Regions from separate parts of the Danio rerio genome. Here region 2 is linked to region 1. Evidence: chromatin contacts called from public Micro-C data. All regions are on one chromosome and are shown on one strand. The core of a region is the stretch at or near the end of the contact, and the rest is flanking DNA. Distances in the headings are between cores, read along the strand shown. Region 1 holds the start of cpeb4b (cytoplasmic polyadenylation element binding protein 4b). Region 2 has its middle 27 kb from the start of bod1.

The links. Hi-C and Micro-C count contacts between places; a contact is called where the count stands out from the background.
Region 2: a Micro-C map of caudal fin shows a contact between it and region 1, with 3 times the contacts expected there. The contact joins the enhancer-like site here to the promoter of cpeb4b in region 1. A contact is called at or near these places in 3 of 18 Hi-C or Micro-C datasets (caudal fin, embryo and an unstated tissue) and 1 of 4 datasets of contacts at active chromatin or transcription factors (caudal fin).

Annotation. Positions count from the first base shown.
Region 1 is chr21:45,036,214-45,040,367 of GRCz12tu, reverse strand. cpeb4b (cytoplasmic polyadenylation element binding protein 4b) reads left to right here and starts at 2,291. Exons shown (of 11, transcript NM_001351713.1): 1 at 2,291-2,725; 2 at 3,346-4,154. The coding sequence starts at 3,398.
Region 2 is chr21:45,107,722-45,111,851 of GRCz12tu, reverse strand. No RefSeq gene overlaps it. Among named protein-coding and RNA genes, the nearest start is that of bod1, 27 kb to the left of the region's middle. Within about 2 kb of position 1,296, at least 33 of the 62 cell types and tissues checked have an H3K27ac peak or open chromatin away from gene starts, as enhancers often do. A contact at or near this core is called in caudal fin, where this site is marked.

The DNA of each region.
Region 1 (4,154 bases), core at 1,042-3,541:
ATGATTATAAAAAAGACGCTTCCCAGTTTGTGGACGTAAATCAGGTTTATTTTGTATATTACCATATTGGATATCCATACAGCAGTGTATATTAATGTGACTTGTCACATTTCTCGTGCAAATAGTGCAAAGTTAAACGTGTGTGTGTGTGTGGACGTGTTCGCGCAAACTTTGTAACGATATTGTGTGTGACACAATATTTTTTTTAAACGATATTGTGTCTTTCCAAAAAATGTATAGTCAAGAACACAATTGTTTGGAGAGCGAGTAGTTTGAGTAGTATTTTCCGCCATTTATTATTCCTAGTCATTTCTCTGACAGGATATTGGATGTTCTGAAACAATCTCAAAAACGAGCACACTTCCACATTGCAGAATAAGGTCAATAAAAGGTCTATTTTTGTACATTAATAAAGCATTAAGAATGTCAGTTTGTTCTATGTAAAGTTGACAGCTGTCTAATAAACATACGTAGTCAGTACGTTATTATTGCAGGTTAGAGATAGACTAGCTGACTGCAGCATACTGGTACAATAGATGTTCTGCATAGTGTTATGAGAAGTCCTGGCCTAATGATGATGATGGAGGAGCACCAGTTTGGAGTTAAAACAGCAGCAATGTCAGCAGCAGGCATTAATGAGAGCTGTCTGGGCACAGCTGTCAGATCATTCTAAGCCACTCTCCTCCCTGCTCTATGACCCAGGCGCTTGCAGAAACACTAGTAATGAGATTGATCAGGGTCCCTTAAAACAGCGAAGAAGGGCACAAGCAGGTGTCATAACAACTGAGAAAAGCTCACCCCTGCTGATTTCAGCTCCTTACAGGTCCAAGGACTCCCATTTGCACATGCCACAGATTTCTGTCTCTGGAAAATTGCATTCATTTGAATTTTAATGGTGCTGCTGATCTATGTATCTATCTATCTATCTATCTATCTATCTATCTATCTATCTATCTATCTATCTATCTATCTATCTATCTATCTATCTATCTATCTATCTATCTATCTATCTATCTATCTACAGTATCTATCTGTCTGTGTCTGTCCATCCACCCGCTCATCCAGCAATCTATTTTCCCATCCATCCATCCATCCATCCATCCATCCATCCATCCATCCATCCATCCATCCATCCATCCATCCATCCATCCATCCATCCATCCATCCATCCATCCATCCATCTATCTATCTATCTATCTATCTCATCCATCTATCTATCTATCTATTTATCTATCTATCTATCTATCTATCTATCTATCTATCTATCTATCTATCTATCTATCTATCTATCTATCTATCTATCTATCTATCTATCTATCTATCTATCTATCTATCTATCTATCTATCTATCTATCTATTCATCCATCTATCCCTCTATCTACCTATTCATCAATTCATTCATCCATCCATCTCTCCATCTATCTCTCCATCTGTCTATCAATTTATCTATCTGACTGTCCATTCATCCCTCTATCTATCCATCTATCCATCCATCCATCCTTCATCTATCTATCTATCTATCTATCTATCTATCTATCTATCTATCTATCTATCTATCTATCTATCTATCTATCTATCTATCTATCTATCTATCTATCTATCTATCTATCTATCTATCTATCTATCTATCTATCTATCTATCTATCTATCTATCTACAGTATCTATCTGTCTGTGTCTGTCCATCCACCCGCTCATCCAGCAATCTATTTTTTCATCCATCCATCCATCCATCCATCCATCCATCCATCCATCCATCCATCCATCCATCCATCCATCCATCCATCCATCCATCCATCCATCCATCTATCTATCTATCTATCTATCTATCTATCTATCTATCTATCTATCTATCTATCTATCTATCTATCTATCTATCTATCTATCTATCTATCTATCTATCTATCTATCTATCTATCTATCTATCTATCTATCTATCTATCTTTTTCATATTCTGAAGCTAAAGCATTGCGTGGCGTTTCACCTGTCTATATTTTATTCACCAATCCTAATCCTCGTTGACCTTACAGGGCGGAGATTTCAGTTTTGAAGGCGTAAAGGGTAAAGGCGGAACCTCGTTACTCAAATGACCTTAAAGGGCAGACACATATTTATGAATCACATCCAAATTAGGACGAAGTGGGCGGGTGCAACAAGCGCTGGGACCAATTGCATGCCGTGTGCTCAGCCAGCGTGGGCGGAGCAGCCGCCTTGTGAGGTTCCCGTGGGCGTGGTCTGACGTAAGGAGGCGGGGGTTTAACCGGAAGTGTGTGTGGACTGGGTCTCCTTGTCATTTGGCTTCAGTAGATTGTGCCGTGAAGAGGAGAAGAAGGACAGCAACGGCAGCGCAGCGAAGGGAGCAGCAGTGCGCTGGTGAAAAAAAAGACAGCGAAAGGAAAAAAATAACAATGAAAAGGACGCACGAACGCTTTGCAGTTCACCAGTAACTAAACTAGTCTTTTTAAATTGAAGTCAATGACGTAGAATCGTCTACGCAAGTGCTTTAAAGGTTAGCAGCTGGCTAAAGCGAGACAGGGCTGTGTCATTGAGAAGGCAGGACACGTCAAGACGAGGAAGGGAGAAAAAATTAGACACTGCTGTCGGATTAAAGATCCCCACTCCATAATATCAGATCACCAGTCTATTCGAGCTTCTGCGTTAGTTTGCGTGGTGGTAATATCTGGAACGAGTGTCTGCCCTCAGTCATCGCTCGGATCAGCTACTAAGGTGAAAAGGGAATTTATTTCTTGATTTTTGTGAACGTGTTTATGATGAATCCCTAACGTAATATGTGTATTGTGATTTATGTGTCAAAAATCGTACATTATTGTGAGTATTGTAGCGCTCGAGCAGAAGACGTCATCATTTTTCAGCTCGAAGCGTTCGTTCGTTGAAAAGATAAGGGGGCTGTATATACATTTTCCTTTGCTGATAATTGATTTTAAAACAACAACATTGGTATTTTATCGTGTGAAACACCTGAGCGTATTGTTTCTGCGTCAGAAAACACGGCCTTTCGGTTGATATGAAGCCTTTTAGCAGTTCCTGTTGAATAAGCCGGTAGCCAGTTAGCTGCTAGCTGAAGAGACGTCACGAATCTATAATTAGAGCCTGAGAGACATTTATAACTTGTGTTATTACCAGTGTGGTATAATATTAGACAACGTCAACATGGTTGGAGAATATGGGATATGTTCACATATATTTGTCCTGTCAGTATTTGTGACGTCTGGTGGCGTAGTGCCACATAGCCTTCTCACCAAAGGGTGTCCTCCAGTGTGTCATGAATAATGTTGTGCAACTGCGTCATGTGAGTGTTTTAACCATGGACATGCCTTCTTTTTCAGGGCATAGGAAGCAAGAATAACTGTTGGGACCAAGTTAAACTGGAGAACATAAATGGGGGATTACGGGTTTGGAGTCTTAGTGCAGAACAACACTGGCAACAAGTCTGCTTTCCCAGTTCGAATCCACCCTCACCTGCAACCGCCACATCACCACCCCAATGCAACCGCCAGCCCCGCCGCTTTCATAAACAGCACCCCGGCTGGGAATGGCAGCAGCAGCGCTTCGACCTGGCTGTTCCCGGCAGCTGGAGGCCACAACAACATGCAAGATGAAATTTTGGGCTCGGATAAACCCAAAGTACAGCAGCAGGAGCTGCAGGAGACCCAAGACAAACAGCAGCAGCAGCAGCTCTCGCCTGGACATCAGGAGAGCACCATCATCTCTGAACTGGAAAAGGCTCGTGCCGAAGAAGGTAAGGTGGAGAGTGGGTCGTCTGAAGGGACCAATGGCAAAGAGAAGCTGCGTTTGGAGTCGCCAGTGCTGACAGCCTTTGACTATCAGGAGCCCTCGGGACTGGGCACAGCAGCCCAGTCCAGCACCTCCTCCTCCCTGACCAGCTTCAACAACTGGTCGGCTGCTATTCCCGCCACCCCCTCCACCATTATCAACGAGGACATCAGCTTCTTCAACCCGGCCGCCTCGGCCAACAACGGCCCTCTTCTGTTCCAGAACTTCTCCCATCACGTCAGCCCAGGCTTCGGTGGCAACTTCTCCCCTCAGATTGGTCCCATCTCCCAGCACCACCCACCCCACCCCCACTTCCAGCACCCTCACAGTCAGCACCAGCAGCATCGTCGTTCTCCTGCCA
Region 2 (4,130 bases), core at 47-2,546, 72 kb before region 1:
GGTAGCCACCTCAGCTGACTTCTCTCGATGTGGAGGAGCAGCAGGTCTGCTCCGAGCTCCTACCAGGTGACAGAACTCCTTACCCTATCTATAAGGGTGTGCCCTGCCACCCTGTAAGGAAATTCATTTCGGCCGCTTGTATTCGATATCTTGTCCTTTCGATCATGACCCAAAGCTCATGACCATAGGTGAGAGTAGGAACGTAGATTGGCCAGTAAATCTAGAGCCTTGCCTTTCGGCTCAGCTCCTTCTTTACCTCAATGGATTGGTACATCGACTGCATTACTGCTGCCTCTGCAACAATCCGCCTGTCGATCTCACGTTCCATCTTTCCCTCACTGGTGAACAAAACCCCAAGATACTTGAACTCCTCCACCTGGGGTAAGGTCTTTCCTTCAACCTGGAGATGGCAAACCACCTTTTTTCTGGTGGAACACCATGGCTCAGACTTGGAAATGCTGATTCTCGTTTTAACCGTGTCACACTCGGCAGCAGTAACGATGTTGTAACGGAGGAAACAGTAATTCATTAGATTACTCGATACTGAAAAAAGTAATGTTGTTTATTTTGCGCTGTTATTTCCACTACTGCTTGACACAGGGGAACATAAAAACCCGATAACAGCTAGCATTTCAGAAGTGTTATTGCAGAACACAAACAGCATGCAGAAGTATAAATGCACGCTTCAAATGCTAAGTATAAATGCTAACTATAACTACACGCAAGGCATGCGCAGGGGTAATGGCGATCACTCGACACAGACATGTAATTCAGGCTTTAGTCCACACACATCATAATGTTTCTCTGCTGGTACTGAAGCATATAGAAAGAGTGTGTGTGTGACAAAGGAAACACAGGTATTAAAAGGACATAATGAATTCTGAGGACATTGCTGATGTCCCTATTTCTCAAAAAGCTTATAAATCATGCAGTAAAAACACACTATTTCCTGTGATGGTTGGCTTTAAGGATAAGGTTGGGTTAGTGCTATAATTTGTGCAGTTTAAAACCAATGGAAACCAATGGAATGTCCCCACAATTCACAAAAACAAACCTGCGCGTGCGTGTGTGTATGTGTGTAAGTGGAGCTCTCTGCTGAGACGCAGAGCTCTGCATCATGAATCTTTAAACATGGGCTGGAGGCTCGGCTTTCTCACGCCACACATCACAGAGAGAAAGAGAGAGAGAGAAAAAGAGAGAGAGAGTGTTTCTTCATGCTACACCCACACACACTCGCTCTGTGTCTCTTTATGAGGGTATTCCCTGACTCCTCACGCCTCCCTCTACGTCACACTCCTCCCTCCGCCAACATCATCGCTGCAATTACTCACTCTGGGGAACGGGAGGTGTGAGCGGCTGCTTCTCTCCTCTGCTTCCTCTGCTTTACTTCCGCAGTCTTGCAGTCCTTCAGTCACTGCTGTGAAATCTCTTGCAGCAAAAATGAAAGCTGCTAAATCAAGTATCACGACTAGAGGACTGCAAGAAAGAAGAAAAGAATAGAATGAGAGAAGGAAAATGAGGAGGTGGTAGAGATTGGTGTAGTATTCATCCTACGTTCCTTAAGGAAAGTAGAGATGCCTGTGAGAAATGATGTGGATAGACTGAAGAAAAACATACCTGTCCACACCCCAAGGGTATATATATAAATATAGTGTTCTACATACACCCTACACAACATAGTACACCCTACACTCATACACAACATAGTATGCCCTATTTTGAAATTGAATATTTTTATCCTTAAAAAATGATGAACAGAATCGGTGACAAAGGGCAGCCCTGCCGGAGTCCAACATGCACTGGTTTGCTGCAGAGTGTGATGTTAAGTCCGAAGCCATGGTGCTCCACTGGAAAAGGGTGGTTTGCGATCTCCAGGTTGGGGGAAAGTCCTTACCTCAGGTGAAGGAGTTCGAGTATCTTGGGGTTTTGTTCACGAGTGAGGAAATGATGGAACTTGACATTGACAGGCGGATTAGTGCAGCAGTAATGCGGTCGATGTATCAGTCTATTGTGGTAAAGAAGGAGCTGAGCCGAAAGGACTGCTCAATCTACGTTTCTACTCTCACCTATGGTCATGAGCTTTGGGTCATGACCGAAAGGATAAAGATCACGGATACAAGCGGCTGAAATGAGTTTCCTTCGCACGGTGGCAGGGCGCACCCTTATAGATAGGGTAAGGAGCTCTGTTACCCAAGCGGAGCTCGGAGTAGAGCTGCTGCTCCTCCACATCAAGAGAAGTCAGCTGAGGTGGCTCTGCATCTGTTCTCGGATGCATCCTGGACGCCTACCTCAGGGAATACCCAGGACATGCTGGAGGGACTATGTCTCTCGGCTGGCCTGGGAACGCCTTTGGGTCCCTCAGGAGGAGCTGGAAGAAGTTTCCGGGGAAAGGGGAGTCTGGGGTTCTCTCCTGAGACTGCTGCCCCCACAACTCATCCCTGGAAAAGCGTACGAAAATGAATGAATGAATGAATGAATATTTTTATTCATTTCTCAGTGTTCAAGTTCATTTATTTATAGAGCACATTTAAACACAGTCACAAAACTGAGCAAAGTGTTGTACATAAGACAAGGTAAAAAATAAAAAGAAAGAATTTAAAACAGAAATAAGAATGGAAAAACATCTGAAAAATGAAAATGTAGCAGTAACAAGGACTATTAAAATAATATTAACCTCAGATAAAAAGCTACGATTAAGAGGTGATTTAAGAATAGATAATAATGGAGCCATTATAATCTCAAGGGGCAAGGTGTTCCACAATCGAGGACCCGTCACAGAAAAAGCTCTGTCCCCTCAACGTTTCAGTCTGGACTGAGGAACTAGAAGAAGATTTTGATCACTTGATCTAAGAGATCTCTCGGGAGTGTAACAATGAAACAGCTCTGAAAGATAGGGTGGGGTTAGATTATGGAGGGATTTTTGTACCAATAAAAGCATTTTAAAATCAATTCTGAATCGGACAGGCAGCCAATGGAGGCCTCTTAGAAGAGGGGCAATGTGGTCATATTTTCTGCAATTACAAATAAATCAAGTAGCAGCATTTTGGACACACTGTAGGAGAGAAATTTGAGATTTTGAAATGCCACAGTAAAGTGCATTGCAGTAGTCTAACCGTGATGTAATAAAAGTGTGGACAGCCATCTCTAATGTGGTAGGATTTAAGAAATGTTTGTTTTTAGACAGGCGAGGTAGTGGCGCAGTAGGTAGTGATGTCGCCTCACAGCAAGAAGGTCGCTGGGTCGAACCTCGACTCAGTTGGCGTTTCTGTGTGGAGTTTGCATGTTCTCCCTGCCTTCGCGTGGGTTTCCTCCGGGTGCTCCGGTTTCCCCCACAGTCCAAAGACATGCAGTACAGGTGAATTGGGTAGGCTAAATTGTCTGTAGTGTATGAGTGTGTGTGTGTGTGTGAATGTGTGTGGATGTTTCCCAGAGATGGGTTGCGGCTAGAAGGGCATCCACTGAGTAAAAACATGCTGGATAAGTTGGCAGTTCATTCCGCTGTGGCGACCCTGGATTAATAAAGGGACTAAGCCGTCAAGAAAATGAATGAATGAATTAATGAATGAATGAATGAATGTTTTTAGACAGCAAGGTGAGTTGATTAAAACTGGAGCCAATAACTGAACTGATCTGTTTGTCTAGTTTCAATGACTCATCAAGGATAAAACCCAGATTGTGTACAAAGGGGGATCTGAAGTCAGATAAGCAGCCCAGATCTAGGCAAGTGGCCTGAACGTTATCAGTAGGGCTGAAGACAATCACCTCCATTTCATCATCGTTCAATGATAAAAAATTGTGGGATTGCCAGATTTTGATCTCATCTAAGCACCTTAGTAAGATACTAAGAGCGAGAGGGTTATTCCTCTCAATAGGTAAGTAAATCTGGGTGCCATCAGCACAGAAACGGAAGGACACCCCATAGGTAAGGTCTATAAGGTATGTGAGATATTTACTTTTGTAAATATAATATTTATTGCCCATATCTGGACATGGTGATACCCTATAATGAATAAGAGTTATGTTTTGCATAGAGTCGTGTTTAAGCAATGAGCTGGTTGAGCACGGTAGCAGTAATATGCTAAACTGAACATGAGCATTCTTCCTGTCTTGTGGAAATGCCTGTGCGTTTA